2 separate regions of the Anser cygnoides genome follow, and region 1 is linked to region 2. The links are chromatin contacts, called in public Hi-C maps. All regions are on one chromosome and are shown on one strand. The core of a region is the stretch at or near the end of the contact, and the rest is flanking DNA. Distances in the headings are between cores, read along the strand shown. Region 1 holds the start of MPC1 (mitochondrial pyruvate carrier 1). Region 2 holds the start of AFDN (afadin, adherens junction formation factor).

Region 1 (2,700 bases), core at 174-2,673, 710 kb after region 2:
TCACTTGTGACTGGTTTATTCTTGGCACATATCTAGTTAATGATTTTTCCATTAACTATTTTGAAAACAAAGTGAAAACACTCAGAATTGAAAACACTCAAAATTAGAGAAGGACTCTGCACTGCTTGGAAGGGTTTGACTGAAACGTTATGAACCACGTTGGGACTGTCTTAAGAAAGATGTAAAGATGTAGGTAAGAGTCTAGATGGAGTAAGGAAAATGATACAAGACTAAAAAGCCTGTGAGAAAAGGCTGATAAAACTTGTGTATTCTTGGGATAAACTCTAAAGAGTCTTCCAAAGCAGATGGAAGATTTTTTTTCTCCTTTATACACACAGTCAAGAAAAAGGTTCATGTATTCTCAGTAAAGAAGAACTAGGCTTTGTTTCAGTTAAAATTGTAGCTCAAAAACTATTGACTGAAAGAGGCTTTGTAGTATATGAGGAATCCCTGCACGTGACAGTCTGTTTGCACACACTGGAATCATTTCCACAGCCCCTTCCTGTTTCAGCGCAAGTCAGATCAACTCAGACAAATGATTCCTTGAGACCTCTTTCTGATTCACACTTGTTTCTAACTGAGGAGCCTCAATAGGCCATGGAAATATGTTGGGCTACATCTTGGCATTGTGTAACGCTGTGTATCAGGAGGATTAAAGCTTCTCTTCCCACACAGCAGTGACTGTGTGGTGGTGTATCATGTTAAGGGTATCTAAAAAGGAGAGGATGTGCAGAGACTCTGCCTTTCCTCAAACCTGCTGCCCTCCAAGCAAGCAATGAAGGGGAGAAGGGGGAAGAACTCCCTTTATTTTTTTATTTTTCCCCAAGATCCTGCCAGGAAGAGGAGGGAAGCAGAAGGGGATAGAGCAGCAGCGGTCGCCAGGGTTTCCTGCAGAGCACAGGCATGGCCCTGGCTGCACTCAGCGCAGCTCCAGACTGTAAAACCCAGGCTGCAAATCTTCGGCCAACAGTCGGAGCAGATAAACACCCATTTCACTATCTCTAGCGCAGCGAGCGAAGATAAACGGAGCCGCTCGCACGCAGGTATTTGTTTGACCACCCCAAGCTTTATGGAGACGCTATTAGCGGGGTTAGAGTTTATCTGCCACTCCAAACAAGCAGCCTCTGCTCGCGTAGGAAATGGAAAGTGCTTGCGGCCGCGAGCCCTGCCCCGGCAGGGAGTGAAGCCGGCCCGTGCCGGCCGCGCCCCCGCCGCCCCTCGCGAAGCGTGGCTACCGTCATGGCGGCGCCCGCCCCACCTCCGCCTCACGCCCCCAGCCCAACCGCCACAACGAACGCCAGAGAGGGGGCGGGGCCTCACCTCAGGAGGGGGCGGGGCCTCGAGCTTCCAGCCAATGAGAAGCGAGATCGGCGGGCGGGGAGGCGGGGGCGGTGCGCGCGAGGCCATAAAGCGGGCGGCGGGGGCGGGCGGCGGGAGCGGCGGGTGCGGGCGCTGCCGGCCGGCGGTGGCGCCATGGCGGGGGCGCTGGGCCGCAAGGCCGTGGAGTACCTGCGCAGCAAGGAGTTCCGCGACTACCTGATGAGGTGGGGGCGGGCAGGGGGCCGCCGGCACCGCGCTGTGGGCCGGCGGGAGGCGGTGGGCCCAACGGGCCGGGGGTGGCGGGGGGCAGCCCGGGGGGGCGGGGGCGGGTGTCGTGTGACGGGCCGCTGCCCGCGGGGTAAACCCGCAGGGTAAAAGCTCGGAGCTTGCGAGGTGGTTGGGGGGTCAATAGCGCCGGGGTGGCCCGCCTGGGAGAGGGGACGGACGGCCCTGAGGGGAGGTGAAGGTCAGAGCGGGCTGCTGCGTGTGTGCCTGCCTTCTGAGGGCCTGGGTAAGCTTCGTAGGCGCGGCTCATAACATTAGCATTTAGTTAGGTGTTCCAGAACTCATCTGGATTCATGGTAAAACAGCAGCCTGCACCCTGAGTAAAGAAACAAACCAGTGCTGGCAGGGGTGATTGCTTCCTAGTGCCACCAAGGTTAACAGCTGGAGGTATCTCTTTCGTTACCAAAGGCTTAAAGGCAGTGGGAAAAAATGAGCTGGATTTTGTTCTAGTCCTGAAATAAGCTAAGGCTGTATTGCAAAAAAGCATTCCTTGGAGTTCTTGCTTATTGGGATGAGTCCTGCCTGGTGTACGAAGATACCTGCTTACTTTGTACTTCTGTTATTCAGTATGTCATGAAGGGCATAAGTCAGTTGTGCCATCCACTGCAGCCTTTCAGCATTGTTTCCTTGCTTTCTAGGAGCCAAGTGTGTGTTCTTGATTGTGCCCTTTGCTGAGATTAACATTTAGATAGCTGTCAACAAAGGACTGTAGTCTCTGCTGTAAGAGAAATGCAGTGTGTATATTTAGGAGCTGTGTATATTTAGGAGCTGTGTCTCTTTGCATTCCTTCCTGAAAGCCCTTGCTTCGCCAGCCTGCAGCACTCTTTCTGTCCCAAAGAAAATTCTCTTCTTGTCTCTCTCAGAGCAAGGGTTTCCTCAAAGCTATGAGACTATGATATATGTTCTAGAAAACAGCATCTAATCGCTACAGTAAAGCAAGGCTTTGGAATGTGTAACTCACTTGTGGGAAGAGGTGACTGGAATTCCTGCTTGCAACACCTGTGCTGTGCTCAACTGCTTGACCCTAGATAGAATAACTGCAGTTACCCAAAGCAGTGGAATTCAGTGTGGCAGTGCCTGGTGTGACACTTATGG
Region 2 (2,700 bases), core at 148-2,647:
AAACCCGAGCAGCACGACCAGTGCTACGGGGAGCAGCGCAAGGGGCAAGAACCCCCACACCGCCCTCAGCCAGCCTTCTGGAAGCGGCGTGCGACAAGCACCGCAAACATCCAGGGCACTCGTTTTCAAGCTATCGTGACTGGAAAAAAACAAAACAAACAAAAAAAAAAAAACCAACAACGTGGAGTCGCACCCAAGACTTTTCCGTGGCCGGCCCAGCAGCCTGGGCGCAGGAGTAGGCTGCGAGGCCAAGCCTCCACGGTTCACCGGAGACTTGTGTTAATAAACAACCCGGATCAGGGCCAGGCCAGGAGCAAGTGTGAATTTCCTCCTCCTCCTCCTCCTCCTCCTGCCGTGGGCACACGCGTGACGGGCCCCCACGCCGGAGGGGGGCTGCGCTGCGGGGCACGGCCTGTTATTTTCCATATATTTTCTTTAAAAAGTAAACTCAGCCTGCCTGAACCCCTGGAAACGCCCATCTCGCCGGGAAGAAATGACCCGCTGTGTTTTTCCGGTACGGCCACACGTGAACCGGGGACCTGCTGCCGGTGCCGGGGGCTCCCGCAAGCCCCCCCCCCCCGGCGCTGGGCAGGGCAGGTCCCCTGGCCGGGGCTGGCTGCCCGCACAAAGCCGCGGCAGCACCGAGCACAAAGGGCCCGGCCGCCCTGCCCGTGCCGGGGGGCTGCGGGCACACACACACACACGGGGCCCCCCCGGAGGTGCCCGCGGGCGGCTGCGGGCTCCCCGCTCCGCCCCCCCGCGGGCTGGGGCAGGGGCCGCGGAGCCCCCCCGTGAGGCCGGGGGGCGGCGGCGGGCGCGGCCAGGCCCGGGCGCGGTGCTTCACCTCCGGGCGGGCCGGGCCGAGCCGTGCCCCGGAGGCGGTGCCGGGGCCACCCGGGGGGGGGGGGGGGGGGCACACACACGCTCCCGGGGGTGCCGCCGGTGGGGTCGCTCACCTCGGTGGGGGCGCTGATCTCGAACAGGTCCAGCCGGTTCGCGTTCCAGTGGTTGATGATGTCGGCGAGTTTGCGCCGCTCCTCCTCCCGGCTGCCGCCGCCGCCCGACATCCTCGCCGAGCCCGGTGCTGCCGCCGCCGGGGAGCCGAGCCGAGCCGAGCCGAGCCGGGGCCGCGGCCGGGCCCTCTCCGCCGAGCCCCGGGCGAGGGGCGGAGGCGGGGGGCGGGCAGGGGGGGGGTCCCCCGGTGCCGGCCGGGGAGGGGGGGAGGGAGGGGCCGGCTCTGCCCTCGGTGGTGGCGGCCGCCGCGGAAACGCCCCGGGTCGCGGCTGCCGATAGCGATCGGCCCCGGCGGACGGCGGGGAAGGAGAGAAAGAAAAAGGGGGAAGGGCGGGGGGCGGGGAGGGGAGGAGGAGGAGGAGGAGGAAGGAGGAGGAGGAAGGAGGAGGAGGAGGAAGGATGCCCCGACTCGGCGGCGGCCGCCGCGGTGTCTCCCGGCTCGGCAGCGCCCGTCCCCTGCCGCCTGCCCCGAGCCGCGCCGCCGCCTCTCCCCGCCCCGGTATCGCCCTGCCGTCCCCTCCCGTCCCCTCCCCGCGCACACCGTCCCGTGCGCGCCCCCGCCCGGCGGCCCGCGCGCCCTCCTCCCCTCCCTCCCGCTCGCCGTGCGCGCGCGCGCTCGCTCCCGCCGGCCGCCACCTCGCGGCGGCGCGCACGGGGTCGGTGCCCCCTCCGCGGCCGGTCCGTGAGGGGCGGCGGGGGGCGGCCCCCGGCGCCGGGCGGGCCGCGGGCGCTCGGCTGGTGCCTGCCGCGGGCCGGCTGCTGGCCTCAGCGTGTGGGATCCGGCGTCTGGGTCCGGCTTTGTTCGTCACCTGCCGGGCTCGGCGGCCAGCCCTGGTGTCGCGGCTGGGTTTGCTCCGGGCGTCCTCTGAACGCGGGGCTCGGTTACCTGAGCACTCGTGCACCTCTTTGGGTTGGGGGGGGGGGTTCAGGTGGTTAAATGAAAGGGGGAAGTCCTGCTTCTTCTTGGTGTGCCTGGCCAAGCGTTCCGAGCTGCTCTTTGCCGAGGGGGTTCAGATTAGTGGGTTTTGCTGATGGAGTTTTGATTGGCTGGGTTATTTGAAGAAGGAGATTCCTCAGAGGCCTTGTCTACATTAAGCAATTAAATTATTGTTTTTATCCGGCAGTATAGCTCCCGTATAAGTACCAGCAGTTCTGGTTTTACAGGTGAAGGTCAGTTACACTTCTGCCCTACATCTGTAACTGTGCCGTGTGGGAGCTTTGCAGCCCCAAGGACGCCAGAGAGCCTATTTCTCAGGTCCCGAACTCTGGGAGATGTTCAAAGGCCTCCTGAGAGCCCTGAGAGAATTGGGGGGGACGAGGGAGGGCACTTCTAGTAACATCAGACTCCTAAAAATATCTTTTACTCCTTTTAAAAGGAAAGTGTAGGGAGAACCAAAAAAAAAAAAAAAAAAGATTCTTTATATAAAATTATCCTGGATGCTTTTTTCCCATATCCAGGTAGATCGTGCCACCGGATAACGTAGGTTGTTCTGGCAGTGCCTACAAAGCTCAAGAACCGGCGTGGATCTGCAATTCAGTAGCCCAGAACCCAGGCAGATAGCTGCATGCTCCACTGGCGGACAACATTTGGAGAACAGTCTCTTGATTTGGATGCTTGGCTGCGTCTAGATATTGGTAAAACTGGATTGTTCAAGACACAGGGTGAGAAACAGGGGCTGCATTACT

Evidence for each region. Hi-C and Micro-C count contacts between places; a contact is called where the count stands out from the background.
Region 1: a contact with region 2 is called in a Hi-C map of liver, with 4 times the contacts expected there. The contact joins the promoter of MPC1 here to the promoter of AFDN in region 2. A contact is called at or near these places in 2 of 7 Hi-C or Micro-C datasets (both in liver).

What each region holds. Positions count from the first base shown.
Region 1 is chr3:47,424,749-47,427,448 of Taihu_goose_T2T_genome, forward strand. It overlaps MPC1 (mitochondrial pyruvate carrier 1), which reads left to right and starts at 1,424. Exons shown (of 5, transcript XM_066994130.1): 1 at 1,424-1,544. The coding sequence starts at 1,474.
Region 2 is chr3:46,714,446-46,717,145 of Taihu_goose_T2T_genome, forward strand. It overlaps AFDN (afadin, adherens junction formation factor), which reads right to left and starts at 1,398. Exons shown (of 32, transcript XM_066994117.1): 1 at 957-1,398. The coding sequence starts at 1,067.